2 separate regions of the Mustela erminea genome follow, and region 2 is linked to region 1. The links are chromatin contacts, called in public Hi-C maps. All regions are on one chromosome and are shown on one strand. The core of a region is the stretch at or near the end of the contact, and the rest is flanking DNA. Distances in the headings are between cores, read along the strand shown. Region 1 holds the start of CNIH4 (protein cornichon homolog 4). Region 2 holds the start of FBXO28 (F-box only protein 28).

What was found. Hi-C and Micro-C count contacts between places; a contact is called where the count stands out from the background.
Region 2: a contact with region 1 is called in a Hi-C map of spleen, with 3 times the contacts expected there. The contact joins the promoter of FBXO28 here to the promoter of CNIH4 in region 1. A contact is called at or near these places in 2 of 3 Hi-C or Micro-C datasets (skeletal muscle and spleen).

What each region holds. Positions count from the first base shown.
Region 1 is chr17:30,796,774-30,804,432 of mMusErm1.Pri, forward strand. CNIH4 (protein cornichon homolog 4) reads right to left here and starts at 3,906. Exons shown (of 5, transcript XM_032319106.1): 1 at 3,754-3,906; 2 at 403-471. The coding sequence starts at 3,822.
Region 2 is chr17:30,975,272-30,982,962 of mMusErm1.Pri, forward strand. FBXO28 (F-box only protein 28) reads right to left here and starts at 5,392. Exons shown (of 5, transcript XM_032317851.1): 1 at 5,085-5,392. The coding sequence starts at 5,351.

The sequences.
Region 1 (7,659 bases), core at 2,656-5,155:
CCTGCTTCCCCCTCTCTCTCTGCCTGCCTCTCTGCCCACTTGTGATCTCTGTCAAATAAATAAAATCTTTAAAAAAAGAAAAAGACTGAGGTTTTTTGTCACGAGCAGGTAGGATGGGTTTAGACACAGAAGACAAAGACAATTACCCTCATAATGAGCCTTTCCCTTGTAAAGTACTGGTGGGCACAGGAAGAAGCACTGTAAAGAAAATTTCTGGGGAGGTCCTCTAGTATAGTTTCATGATCTAAAATACTGCAAAAACACAGCTCTACAAACATTCCAATGAATAAGCAGATAAACACTTCAAAATCAAATATACATACATTGGTTATCTGTAAGTAATCTCTGACACAGAAGTGCAGAACTACCTTTAGCGCGAAAATGAGTAAAGAAATGTCTTACCTTGTTTAATTTCGAGCAACATGATCTAGCATTAATGTAATCACATTCTAAATCAGACAATGTAATTATCTGAGGATCAAGATAAGGAATAATAAGACTTCTTTGAGAACAACAATTTTTGTTTTTAAGTTTCAGACAGAAACCCTAATGCAACGCAGAATGAGATTTGACTTGTAAAGACTGTAGTTATCTCCGTAAAGTTCACTCATTCAACAACTCAATTTTCTGACTTCTGTTCCTTCAACAAGTTATTTTCACAAAATAATCTTATGCTCAATTCTAAAGTGACCCATATGAGAACGTTCAAAGGGAGTTCCTAAAAAAATCAAACACTAACTGTTAAGAAACAGAAAATAAGGCCTTTAAAAACAATTTAAATGTGAATTTAAACCTGAATTCCCACTAATACGAAAAGTGTTTCTCTATGACAGATCCATAAACTGTCTTTGAAGACTCAGGATGTGACAAAAGAATAAGATACAAAACTATCGATACAGGACAGTCTTATGTCAGCACTGGCCATGCCTCCTTCCAGATGACCTGTTTTCCTCATACTTTTTACAATCTCCGAAACCTTGCATATTAAATATACTTTCTACTAGAATTAAGCAAAAAATGCTTTTTAGTACCACATGCAAACTCGTTGAGGACGTGTGACTCGGAAGGAAAAGTCCTCAACGGAACGATACAAGGCCTGAGATTTGCTGTGAAATGTTCCCACATCCCCTCCCCCCGGGAAAGGAGAAAGCAAAATGCTGAAAATCACTGTTGGTCACAGAAACAGGGGGGTTATTACTCTATGGTCTCTACTTTCATGCTTGAAAATGTCCAATGAAATAAGTAAAAATAAATGTTCTCACCTAAATTCTATTCCATATGGATATTCTCTCTAACACCTCTATACAATTCAAGTCAAACGCATCATTTTCTCCACAGATTGTCCGCCTCCAAATGTGTTTTCTTTCTGTCGATAACACAAGCACCATTTGCCCAAGCTCAAAACATGGCAAGTTCTCTCTGTCCTCTGTTTTATGTCCTACAAGCAGCCTCCCGCAGGTCTGGGCAACGCCCTCCTCTTCACTCCACCCAGGAATCCCTCCTTTTCACTTGTCCACAGTCAGAACTATTTCAAATCCACATGGGCCCATTCCCCAGTGGTTTACCTTCCAGTCTTTCCCATTTCCAACCCACTCTGCAGATTCATCTTCTTAATACTCCATTTGTTCATGTGAAAAATATTCAGTGGCTAGAGGATAAAGTGAAAGCCTTCCCGCCTTAACACGCAAACTCTTCAAAATCTGTTCTAACCCGGCGTTTCCCATCTGACCTTCTACTACCACCTCAATTAAGTATGTCTCTCTTTCTTAACCCAGTCATCCAGAAATGCCATAAACACACTTGAATCTTCACCTTTGCCCTGCCTGATTTTGAATTCCACCCGTTTCCTTCATGTTTCAAAGTCTGGGAAAACTTCTATCCCTACTGGACAATATTCTACCATTCTACCTCTTGCCTCTAGAATTAAGCTGGTTCAGCTATCCAAAAATACAGCAATATGCTGAATCTCATCGAAAGACACCCTAGGGGCACCTGGGTAGCTTAGTGGGTTAAGACTCTGCCTTCAGCTCAGGCTCAGGTCATGATCTCAGGGTCCTGGGATTGAGCCCTGCATCTGGCTCTCTGCTGAACAGGGAACCTGCTTCCCCGCCACTCTCTGCCTACTTGTGATCTCTCTCTGTCAAATAAGTAAATAAAATCTTAAAAAAAAGAAAAAAGAAAAACAAACCAAAAACACCCCTAAATGTACCTGATTGTCTAAGTCAAATATTCCACCTAACGTTTTTTCCATACACACAAATTGGTACAAGCCACGCCCATTTTAAATTATCAAGCCTAGTTTCCAAACTGCAAACACAGAAATTCATGTTTCATTTCTCTGTAAGTCCCAGATCCTTAGGCCACAAGAGGGGCATAGGTCGTCAAAACTTGGCCCTGTGATTCTGCCCTTTCAGTTCACCAAACCCAATAAAACTCAAGGTTCTCCCTTGACTGACTGTCTCATTGGTACAGCATGTGAGCCTTGATCTTGGGGTTGTGAATTCCAGCCCCAGCCTTCTGCTACACAGATTACTTAAAAATCTTAAAACAGGGCACCTGCGTGGCTCAGTGGGTTGAGGCCTCTGCCTTCCACTCAGGTCATGATCAGATCGAGTCCCACATTGGCTCTCTGCTCGGCAGGGAGCTTGCTTCCTCTCTCTCTGCCTGCCGTTCTGACTACTTCTGATCTCTGTCAAATAAATAAATAAAATCTTTAAAAAAAAAAAATCTTAAAACAAAACAAAGCCAACTCAAGGTTCTCCTCATTAGAATTCATCAGTTCAAGTAAAAAGTGCAGCTGAAGTGGGGCGGGGGAGGCAAGCACCATGCTGAGGGCTGAGCCCTTGTACACACCCAGAGCTGGGAAGTAAAAAGTCCCTTTGTAAAGATAAGAAACCCCAGGCGGAGAGAGGTGAAGCACTGTGCACAGCAAACATCCAGTAAAGCAAGGGGTCCTGACTGCAAATTCTGTCCTCCTCCTCTCCAACGGACCGCCCGACTACAATACAGCGTGAGGTCACGCTGAAAACTCACGCTACAAACATCCTAAAGCCGGGATGCTCTGGCAAAAAGTTTACTTCCATCAGAAAGCACTGAGAGTGAATTCCAAGAAAAAGAAAAACCATGCAATTCCCCGTGTTTGTTTCCTAGTATCCTAAACTTAAACTGGAGGGTGCACTGGGGGACGACCAAGACTGGATGCAGGGTGCGGGTCCAACCCTCACGCGCGCTGGCCTGGACACCAGTCTGAGGACCAGCACAGGAGCAAGTCTTCCGTGCCCGCGCCGTTTCGGCACAGACACACGGGCACCCGGCCCCCCACGGTTCCCAGCAGAGGGCTGCCCCGGCCCCCGCCCCGGCCGGTCCCGCACGACGCCCACGTCCCAGGCGGCGCCAGGCCGCCAAGGCCCCGGTGCCACGACAAGGGCGGCGGTGGCTGTCTCCCACAGAGACCGGAGCCGGCTCGTCGCATCCGCTCGCCCGGGACCCCAGCGTCCCCCGCGGCCCCGCCAGGGAGGCCAGCCGCCCGGCGGCTCGGGGCGGGGCCGGTGCGCGGGGGCGGGGGCGGGGGCGGCGGGAATGGCGGGCTTCCCGACGGCCCTCCCTCGCTGGGCCGTCGTTCCACCCCGCCCTGGTCCCGGTCCCGGTCCCGACCGGGCCGCCCTCGCCCCCGCGCACCTGCCCGGCCCCGCCTCAGCCCCGTCTCCCGGGCGCCGGGCTCGGCCGGCCTCCGCCCGCCTCAGGCAAGGATACGAAGTACACCGAGAGGAAGATAAGGGCGCAACAGTCGAGGAGGGAGAAGACGAACACCACCGCCTCCATCCTCCGCCGCCGCCGCCGCCGCTCCTTCCGTCAAACCGGCTCCGGCGCCCGCCGCGCCCGTCCGCCCCTGATAGGCCCTCGCCCAGGCCGCTGGGGCGCGTTGTGCGGACGCCACGGCGCGGCATGCCGGGAATTGTAGTCCGCCCCGCGAACCACCCCGGCCGCCGTAGTTCTGATGCATGCTGGAAAGTGTAGTTCGTCAGCACCAACACCCGCGAGAGGGAAGGGCGGAACTCTACCCTCAATCTGATTCGTTCCAGAAATTATGACAAGACTTAGTCAACAAGCAATTACTGAACGCTGGTAATCTGCTGCATACCTGGTACAATTTGTTATAGTGTGCGATTTTTCTTTTGGATTCCGCGCAGGCCCCACAGGATCCTCGAATTGGCAATGCTAAGACGTTTTCCTCCTGCAGCCCAAGTGTCTCCGCAACAATCCTTGGCTCGCACGTTGAGACTTGCTCTTCCTGATCTCCGTTTCTCCGGAGGTTTCACGGCCCCTTGCTTATTCTGTGACAGCAACGATTCTCTCCACTCTAGATTGTAAGATTTTTGAAGGTGTTGCAGGTCATCTCATCCATTCATTCAACAACTACTTACTGACTCTACTACCCCCACGACATGCCAGGACCTGCCCTACACCCGAGATACAGGAAAGTGCGAGGCAAGACAGGCAAATAGGTAACGAACAAATAGAGAGGAAATGTCATTTTAAAGGCCCATTAGGGCAAAGTAATACGTTCATTCAACCAATATTTTCTGAGCAGCTTGTATATGCCAGTTCCTGGACCTTAGGGATACATGATGAATAAGAGGGGGAAAGTCCTCGCGGTCCTGCAGCTCCCATTACAGTGGGGGAGACAGAGGACAACAAACTGTATTAATGACAGGCAGTTATAAGTAATTTGAAGAGGACAGAGGAGGGGAAACTGTTGCCAACTGAACCATCAGAGAAAGGCAGGCTGAGGAATTTTTAATTTGAAACCTGAACAGCTCCCTGAAGATTTTCAGGCAGAGTGTTTGCAAACACCCTATTGCTCACAGATACTGTAGTCTTGAAGAATAGGAGAGAAGGCAGTGTGGCTGTACTAGGATGAAGAAGGATGTGAGAGTTTTGAGAGGACATCAGAGGGAGCAGGGTAAGGTCACACAGGTCTTGGGGACCCTTCCCAAAGAGTTTAACTTCTATTCTAGTGTGATGATAAACCACTGGACAGTTTTAAGTATAAAAGTACCTTGGTGTAGGGGCACCTGGGTGGCTTAGTTGGTTAAGCATCTGTCTTTGGCTCAGGTCACAATATCGGTCCTCCAACTGAGCCCTGAGTTGGAGGGGAGTAGGGGGTGGAAGGAAGGTGGAAGGGGGAGTGGGGGTGCTGCTCAGCGGGGAGTCTGCCTCTCTTCCCCCACCACTCCCCCAGCTCATGTTTGCTCATTCACGTGCGCTGTTTCTCTCTCTCCCTCTCTCTCAAATAAATAAGTAAAATCTTAAAAAAACAAAAAGTACCTTGTTCTGACTTACATTCTAAAAACATCCTTCTGTTTGGTGCACTAAATGTATGAAAGGGGGACAAGTTTGCAAGGATACCAATTAGGAGAGAAGAAGATGACTAGGGGAATTAGTATGAAGGCAAACCAACAGGATTTGCCTGACAAAGCATAAATTCATAGGATTATTAAGGGTCCATAGGTTAAAGCCAGGCAGACAGGTAACAGTTTATCTATACACCAGTTATTACTACACTCCTACTGCACCTTGTCCACACCTCTCTAGAGAGCTCACACAACACTCCTCGACATGCCCAGCCAGCCATGCCTTGGACTGCAAAAAAAGAAACAAATCTTATTAGTATTTTTGCCCCCTAGCACCTTCCATCCTGTAAATAGCTGGTGTTTCGGAATTGTTTGCCAAATGAATGACCTATACTGACTGTAAGGAGAGATTTCATTAAAATTATTACAGATTTTTAAAATATATTTTATTTATTTGACAGACATAGATCACAAGTAGGCAGAGAGTCAGGAGGTGGGGTGGGGGAGAAGCTGGCTCCCCGCTGGGCAGACAGACCGACATGGGGCTCAATCCCAGGACCCCGAGATCATGACCTGAGCCAAAGGCAGAGGCTTTAACCCACTGAGCCACCCAGGCGCCCCTGCAGATTTTCTTAAAAACATAAACCTCATTTCCCACTCCTCTCACGGAGCAGAAAACACAAGCTATCCCATATTTTTTAACTGTTGTTTTATCCTGACTAAAAAAAAAGCTGGTACCACCATCAAGGGTTAGAGGTACCAGTTTTAATTAAGATAGCCTTTGTCTCATCCTACTTGAAAACTCAAAACGTGATTGCAATGTCAATTATGGGGAAAGTAAAATTTGAGAGAAGAATATTGATCAGAGTTAAAAAACAATAAGTAGGGTGTGTGTGTGTGTGTGTGTGTATCTGTGTACATGTTTGTGTGCAGGCACCTATGTGTGAAAGAGAGAGATCAACACTTTTGGTTTAAATGTTTTTTAATATTTTACTTATTTATTTGACAGAGAGAGACACAGCAAGAAAGGTAACACAAGCAGGGGAAACAGGAGAGGGAGAAATAGCTTTCCCACCATGTAGGCAGCCTGATGCAGGGCTCTATCCCAGAACCCAGGGATTATGACCTGACTCAAAGGCAGACACCTAATGACTGAGCCACCTAGGTGCCCCAAAATACAACCTATATTTTATTATTTTGATTTTTTAAAAAGATTTTATTTATTTATTTATTTGACAGACAGTGATCACAAGTAGGCAGAGAGGCAGAGAGAGGAGGAAGCAGGCTCCCTGCTGAGCAGAGAGCCTGATGAGGGGCTCGATCCCAGGACCCTGGGATCATGACCCGAGCTGAAGGCAGTTGGTTTAATCCACTAAGCCACCCAGGTGCCCCCAACCTATATTTTAAACCGAAAGTGCTTGTGTTCCCTCTCTTGCTGTGTCTCTCTCTGTCAAATAAATAAATACTTTTTAAAAAAATTTTATTTATTTATTTGACAGAGAGAGATGACAAGCAGGCAGAGAGGCAGGCAGAGAGAGAGGAGGAAGCAGGCTCCCTGCTGAGCAGAGAGCCCAATGCGGGGCTCGATCCCAGGACCCCAAGATCATGACCTGAGCCGAAGGCAGCAGCTTAACTCACTGAGCTACCCAGGCACCCCCAATAAATACTTTAAAAAAAAAAGTTAAAAAATAAAATATAGGTTGTATTTTTTATTTATTTTATTTATTTTTAAGATTTTATTTATTTATTTGACAGAGAGACCACAAACAGGGGGAGCAGCAGAGGGAGAGAGACAAGCAGGCTCCCCATTGCGCAGGGACCTAAAAATATAGGTTCAATGTTTTTTTTAATTTTTTAAAAAGATTTTATTTATTTATTTGTCAGAAAGAGAGAGAGAGCGCACAGGCAGACAGAGTAGCAGGCAGAGGCAGAGGGAGAAGCAGACTCCCTGCAGAGCAAGGAGCCCAATGTGGGACTCGATCCCAGGATGCTGGGATCGAAGCCGAAGGCAGCGGCTTAACCCACTGAGCCACCAGGCGTACCTATAGGTTCTATTTTAAAAGTTCAGATTGGGGGTGCCTGGGTGGCTCAGTGGGTTAAGCCACTGCCTTTGGCTCAGGTCATGTTCTCAGGGTCCTGGGATTGAGTCTCGCATTGGGCTCTCTGCTCAGTGGGGAGCCTGCTTCCCTTCCTCTCTCTGTGCCTGCCTCTCTGCCTACTTGTGATCTCTCTCCCTCTGTCAAATAAATAAATGAAATCTTTTAATAAATAAATAAATAAAAGTCCAAATTGGGGTGCCTGGGTG
Region 2 (7,691 bases), core at 4,142-6,641, 180 kb after region 1:
TACTTATCAACATACCAGGGAGCTCACAGAATACTAGTCTCCAGTGGAGACATTCAGTTTGGGCTCCTCCGTTACTGCTGTTCTAATTAGAAGAGATGTGGTTTTTCTTTAATTATTTGAAGAGTTAAATTGCCATGTCTACCCTCTTCCATCATTTTCTAACCTAAGTAGTAATGAAATATTTTGTTCACTTTGTCTAGGAATCTTTTTTGATTTCTTGTGCCACCATGGTCCTACTTAACAACGCAAGACACATATGCCATAAATTTGTGAAACCTGTAATTTTCCTATGAAACCTAATCTTAGTGTCAAATCTCGGTTGATTCTAAGATCCATATCTTTCCAGATTTTAACATTTGACATTGGAATGGTCTTACAATAATTGGCAGCATTTCTTTTTCAGAGGGCTCACAGGCTACAAAATATAAAAGGGTGGACTTCTTTGATTTTGTTTAAGATGCTGCAGAGACTTTAAGACGTCAATAAAAGCTCTTCAGAGGGATGGGGAAGCACTGCCAGAATACACATACAAATTGATCAAGATGCATTCTGATTTCAAAAATCCTAGAACACGATACTGTATCTTAGAATCCAGGAAATGTAATAAGTTCGGATTTTTCATGTCCTTATTTAGTGCTTTACAGTTCTCAAATGAATTGAATACCTGATGCTTTTCTCCAATTAATCCAGAAGCTATTATCAAAGATTAGGCCACTTACCAATAACCCTCAAACTGGAAAGAACTTAAGACACCAGAACCTTTCCTTTCTTTTTACAGTGAGAACATGGAGGCCTTAAGAAATTATGTAACGTGTACAAAGTCAAACTATGCAGTGGCAAAAATGAAATTAAGAATTCAGGCTTCTAATTAGTATCTTTTTAAATTTAGTGATCTGCAGCTCTACAGAGTGAAACAATTATCCTAACAATTCTCAACTGATTGGTCTCAACTAACACTCTGCTGCTACAGAAAATGTTGGCACAAGTCTCAAGTAGGACTTCCTGAGGCAGTATGAGATTTTAAGGACATTAGGGGGTGTTCTCATCACACTGCTAAAGTTTAGAGAGATGGTGCTAGTCTATATCTTTCTAGAATTCTTCCAAAGTTCAAAAATCAGAAGTCAATTATGAGGAAGCAATGAGACAAATCTGCACTGTAGAACATTTTATAACCCACCTGCCCTGATTCTTCGAAAAGCCAACTGCACGAGGAATGAAAAAAGTAGGGAGAATGTTCTAGATTAAAAAGACATTCTGGGTTAAGCCTCTGCCTCCAGCTCAGGTCATGTTCCCACTGTCCTAGGATCGAGCCCCACATCGGGCTCTCTGCTCCGAGGGGAGCCTGCTTTCTCCTCTCTCTCTGCCGGCCTCTCTGCCTGCTTGTGATCCCTGTCTGTCAAATAAATAAATAAAATCATTTAAAAAAAAAAAAAAGAAAGAAAGAGCAAGCTGTGGTTCTCAAAGTGTGGTCTAGGGACCCCTGGGATTCCCAAGATCCTTTTGAGAGTCTGTGGGGCCAAACTAGTTTCATAATACGAAGACGTTATTTGCCACTTCTACTCTCATTCCTCCATAATATACAATGGACTTTTCCAGTGGCAACACAACACATGACAACAATTTTCTGGCAACTAATGAAGAATATACTGTCTCTTCCTGCGTCTTCTAGAATTTTCTAAGGTAAGCTCTTAGGGTCTTCAGTAACTTAACAGTATAAAGATGTCCTGAGGTTTAAAAAAAAAAAAATTGGGGCGCCTGGGTGGCTCAGTTGGTTGGACGACTGCCTTCGGCTCAGGTCATGATCCTGGAGTCCCGGGATCGAGTCCCACATTGGGCTCCCAGCTCCATGGGGAGTCTGCTTCTCCCTCTGACCTTCTCCTCGCTCATGTTCTCTCTCACTGTCTCTCTCTCAAATAAATAAATAAAATCTTAAAAAAAAAATTGAAAACTACTGGCACACAGCAAGAGATGTAAGGAAGACAGCATGCCTATTAAAAAAGGAGTTAATGGTTTCTCATTTTCTTACCAATCAACGTTCTCTAAAATTTTCTAACATGTTTGAACAAAAGATATAAAAGGAACTATAAATGGGTAACAAATTTAACTAGCTACAGTGCTCTGAAGTGTCTCAGGATGAAAGTATATAGGTATTTTGTTACCTACCAGAAAATTTCATTCCACATAATGAGCAAGACTTCTGAATTTAACCTTCAGTCATATTTATGTCCTGAACTACTAATAGGATTCCATTAAATTTATAGAAGCTCAAACCATACAGGAAAAAATTTCATAGGATACCTCTAAAACAGCTTTTAAAAAGCCTTCCACATTCATATTTCAGTGAGTGAGAACACTATGCTCACAAATCAAAGTCAAACGCTCAAACTTGGCTTAGATACACTCCTGAACTGGGGGTAGGACCTCACTTCTTAACCTTTGCCACGTGTTTCAAAAACTCTCACCCTATCAAGAGGGCCTAGGTGACAGTCTAACGCTGTATCAGCACAAATTTGTCTGATTTACTGAAAAAACAACTCAAAGTACAAGTTTTATCACTTCAAAAGCTGTGTTCCATCAAATAATTTTAAATACATTGGAAGAGTTAAGTATTTAAAGCATTATTTCTGTGTAATCAAGATTTCTAGGCTCTGGATACATTTTTGGAGCATCAATGGCAGGAAAAATGAACAAACAAACCAACAATTCAATAAGGCATTTGGATAATCCCTTGGAAAGAAATGGAGAGTCACATTTCAATTATTCATGGCAACAGGAAGCAAAGACTATCATCAACTAAACTGCACAAACAACTGAAAAATGTTATTTTAGCAATCTCAACCAAGAGCACATCTTTTAAAGAAAATACAGAGTAATGAGTACATGGCTTATGTGTCTGTCTTCTAATTTAGGTGCTAACCACAGTGACAACTGAGTCCCTAATAAGTAAACCAGAGAGAAAAAAAAAACCTGAAACATCCAAACAATACATACACTAGTTCATCAACCACTGAGCTGCTGACATTTAGCGTTATGGAAACTAATTCTATTCTTAATTAGTATCACTCTCTTCCAAGCATATCCAGCCTAATCCCACTAAAAACAAACAAACAAACAAACTTAAAATGAAAGGAGCTGGAGTAACGTGTACTCCAGATAGCAGCATACATACTAATGTTCCTTGATTTTTTCTGGCAAAGAGCCCTTTAGATATAAGGAAAGCACGAAGCAGGCACTGTTTCTACCCTGCCAATGTCATTAAGAGACCACAATTAAATTAATGCTGACATCTAGTGGCAAGAAAAAAATCTTTCTTTTATAATGCTACCTGAATTGTACCTTATGACCCCAAGCGGATCAATCTGAAACCAAAGACATTTCCAAATAGCCACAAAAGATTATCCACTTAATCTACAAATTATCTATTAACCTTAAGCAAACAAAAGAATAAGAAAATAGTTCCTCATTACTAAACCAGAGGGGAAAGACCCTCTCTAGGACATAAAATTGACTTAAGAATCTTTGGGGGGGGGTACAGGGGATGGTAAGGGGCTCCTTATGAAAAACCTGTTTGAAACCACAAATCTGTACCCTAAAAGTCTAGAAGAGATGACTGCTTTAAAATTAAGAACGCAACTGAGTATTTCACTTGAAAGAGATGTCATTCATTAATAAACAGTGGGATGTCCTAAGAAGCTAGTTTTCCCCCCCAAAAAATGTTTTTAATTTTTAAAAAGGTAAACGACTGACAAAAGAACAAAAAACCAGTGTTCCCCAACACTTACAAAACAGAACTGTGAATATTCCAAGCTTTACAAAGCCATTGTTTGGCTGAGAGGCTCAATTCAATCAAACGTTATGCCTAATTTCCAGACACTGTGAACATACAGCATGAATCTTGAGCAAACATCACCCTTCATAAAAATCGGACTATTTAAGATTCTACACGGAATTCTAGGATGACATGTTTGGGGAATGCAGGGACAATCAATTTTGACAAACGATATTTCAACTGAAGTATCTTCCATTCTGCAGACTGGCGTGGTAGAACTGCTGGGCTGACTAGAAAAGAGAAACCTGGTCATCAGTTTGAATCAAAATTAATAAACTTTCTTTAAAAAGTATGATTTCCCTTCCAAAACGCAATTAGAATCAAATTTAAACTGGAGGTGTAAACCTAAAATGTGGCACACGAACGAGAAAATGCTGTACACACTACATTCAGAAATATGTCTTTGTCCTCTTAAAAACAATCCCAAGCACAGATTGAGCTCCTACACAGAGTCGGCACAGAGTCCCTTCAAAATGTCCACCTCCTTCAATTTCCTTCCCACTTAAAGGATAAATTCCCCGACAGGAAGCCAAAGATCTTAACTGAACTAAGACATTCATCAAACCTTCAGTCCACGGTGTGGAGCGAGGTAAATTCCTCCTTTCTATAAATCACTTGAACTACTGTGATTTGAAGCTGGCGGGTGGGCGTAAGTCACTAGTTAGAAAATGAACTGCAAGAGAAACCAACCCTGTCCAGGGGCGAGGTGCTCCCCGAGGGTGGGAAGTGTCGGGGCGAGGCCGAGCCGGACGCGCTCTCGGTGGGCTCTACTTTACTGGTCACCTGGGGAGCTGGGGCCACCAAATGGCGTTCACGCCCCTCTGAGCCCCCACCGGGTTTGTGGAGGCCTCCCCGACCCTACTTCATCTTCTCCAACCGGGAAACCTAGGTCGGGGTTGGGGGGGAAGTGGGGACACAGTGCGTGATTCCTGCGGACCGACCAAACCTGGCTGGGCCCGGCCGGGGACTGGACGCTGGTGCACAAAAGGCTGCGACCCGAGCCGCGGAGCCGGCGCTCGGGCCCGGCGGCGCTGGGACGCCCCAACTCCCGCCGCCGCCCCGCTTCCGGGCCGGGGCAGCGAGCCCCCTAGCTCCGCGGCAGGAAGGGGAGGGGGGATGACCCCGCCGCCCGGCGCCGGGACTCCGCGTCCTGGAGCCGGCTGCGGCTCCCTCCCCGGGGGACGCGCTCCCCTCTCCGCCCCTCCCCAGACCTCGGCCGGCGGAGGGGGCGGCGGGGGTCCCGCGGGGGCCTCACCAGGCGGAGCTGGCTAATTTCGTCGTAGGACATAAAGCTGAGGATGTTCTCGATGGCTACGATGGGCAGCGCCACCAGCGTGTTGTTTTGAGGCAGCTGGTCGGGAGCCAGCGCCTGGGCTGGGGGCGCCTGGGAGCCCGGCTGCGGGGCCGGGGGCGGGGGCGGGGGGGGCAGTCGCTGGGTAGAGCCGATGGCCGAAGAGGGGCCGCCGTCGCCGTGGCCGCCGCCTCCTTCCTCAGCCATCCGCTCCTCCGACGCCGCCGCCATCTTGGGGGTTTGATTTCTTCCCCCCCGCAGCAAGGGGAACTAGGGCGCTTCCGGTGCGTCACTTCCGCCTCGGGCCGCGGGGCGGGGCCCCGGAGGGGTGGAGCCTGCGCGGTGGCTGGCGGCGGGATTCGCTTGAGTTGCGGTTGGTCCCCGTGGCGGTGCGGCCTGGGGCTGTTTTTCCCGGGAAGCCGACCTTTGGAGGCCCTCTGACCCGAGGCCGGCAGGGACCGGAGGGCGAGGGAGCCCGGTCGGTTAGAGTGCAGTCCGCCGGCGCGATTTTCTTGGCGCGCCTCCTGACACGGGGCGGGGAGAGTAGTGTTGCCTCGCGGGTGTGGACTCGTCGTCGTTTGTGGAGAATGAGGTAATGGTCCCTTTAAGCGAATGACGAGGAGTGAAGTACTGACTAAAGCCACGGTGTACAGGGACCTTGAAAACTTCCTATTAAAAGAAAGAAGCCAGACCCAGAGGACAACATTGATCTGGGGACGTCTGCAGCCGTCAAGTGCGCGGAGGGCGGAGGGGCGGTTTTCGGGCTCCGGGGCTGGAGGGAGGGAGGGGCGTCCTGCTGCGACCCCAGGGTTCTGCTGGGGGATGGAGAGTAAGGAGGGGAGCTGGGCGGCCGGGGTCCTGCTGGGGGAGGGAGGTGGGGCAAGGAGAGGAGCCCTGCTGGGGGTGGAAAGAGCGAGCGGTGCCCTGTTCTGGGGCTAGGGTCCTCCTGGGGTGGTGAAGCGGAGGGTGGGAGGAGTGGTTAGGGCGGAGGCACCTGCAGAGTGGAGGGAGAGGCATCCTGCCGGGGTGAAGATGCTTCCGGGTTAGATAGCGTGGGTGCACAACCTTGTGAGTACCCTAAAAGCAGTATGTTAAAAGTGGTTGTACACCTTGCGCATTGTATCTCAATGTAAACGTTGATTTAGGCAAGAGTCATTAAAAAATGCTATAAGGAGGTATATAAAGGTATGACGTGGAACGTAAAATTTAGGTAGTCTCAAAATAACTCTTCATAAATTACATGTTAATTACAAAAATAAATAAGTTTGCAGTAGAGAAGTTGGGTGGACAACTGCCGTGATCAAGTCACTAACACTAATATCAGGCGTTTTGAGAGGGATGAACATCATGTACCTTCTGATAGGATATGAAAAGAACGTGACACAAGATAGTACTCCTGAAAAAAAGAAAAAAGCAAGCATACCTTTATTTGAGGCAGGCAGATCTGATTAATTGTTCCATGCTCTTCAAAAACATTACTGTCATGAAAGACAAAGACTAAGGATTTGTGTCAGATTAAAAGAGGCTAAGGAGGTAAGACAGCTACATTCATAGGTGATCTTGAATTGGATCCTGGATTAGGAAAAATAGCTAAAAAGAACATTGTGACAATAGGCAAAATTTGAATATGGGTTATATATTAGATAGTATTGTAATCAATACATTTTTTTGATTTGGTTAATTTTATTGTGCTCTTGGAAGAGAATGTCCTTATTCTTAGGAAATACACATTGAAGTATTTAGAGGTCAAGGGGCAGATCTCAATTTGATCTCAAATGGTTCATTGGAGAATGAGATTAATAAAGCAAATATAAATGTTAACAAATTGTGAATCTGGATGAAGAATATACAAGAGTTCCTTGTACTATCTTGTAATTATTTCAAAATAAAAACTTTTTAAAGGTCGTGCTTGTTAAAATCAGTAAAGGGAAACCTCACCAGAGTGGATTCTGGGTGCAGAAGGGGAGAGGGAGCCGCGCCACTCAAGGTCAATCACAGACCCAACAGAAGAACCCTCCCCAGGGAAGGATCCCAAATTCCAGGCCCCCACAGGGAAAGGTGGACATTGCATGTCCTACAGAAGTGAGCTCCCTGGCAGTGCGGCCAGGGACAAACCACCACCACCCTGAACTCCTGTGTTTCTCCAGTGGATTTTGCTTCAGAACAGCCCTCCCAACTTCCTCCTTGTCCACAAAACCACGTTCCTCTCCTTTGTGTGTTGGACTTGCCTGTGGTCTTGCCGTAGCTTGCGTGTCCCAAACTGCAATTCTCTGCTATTCCCGAATCCACTTCCATGGGGAAAGTAACAACTTTTATTTTTAAGGTTAGTAGTTAATATTTCCATATTTTTGTATTCTCATAATCTCCTATAACAAAGATGAGGATGCACAGGTGACTAAATTTTGACGCTTTGTCTTCTTAGTCCTGAGTCTTAATCTCAGTCTCCAGTGTGACCCTTCTTTTGCCACTCTGGTTTGGAATCTGAGGGTTGCAATGTAGATGCAGAAACCACCGGAAAAGCTATGCGTAAGGGCTATGGGCAAGGGGGCAAAGAACACAAGGAGATTAACT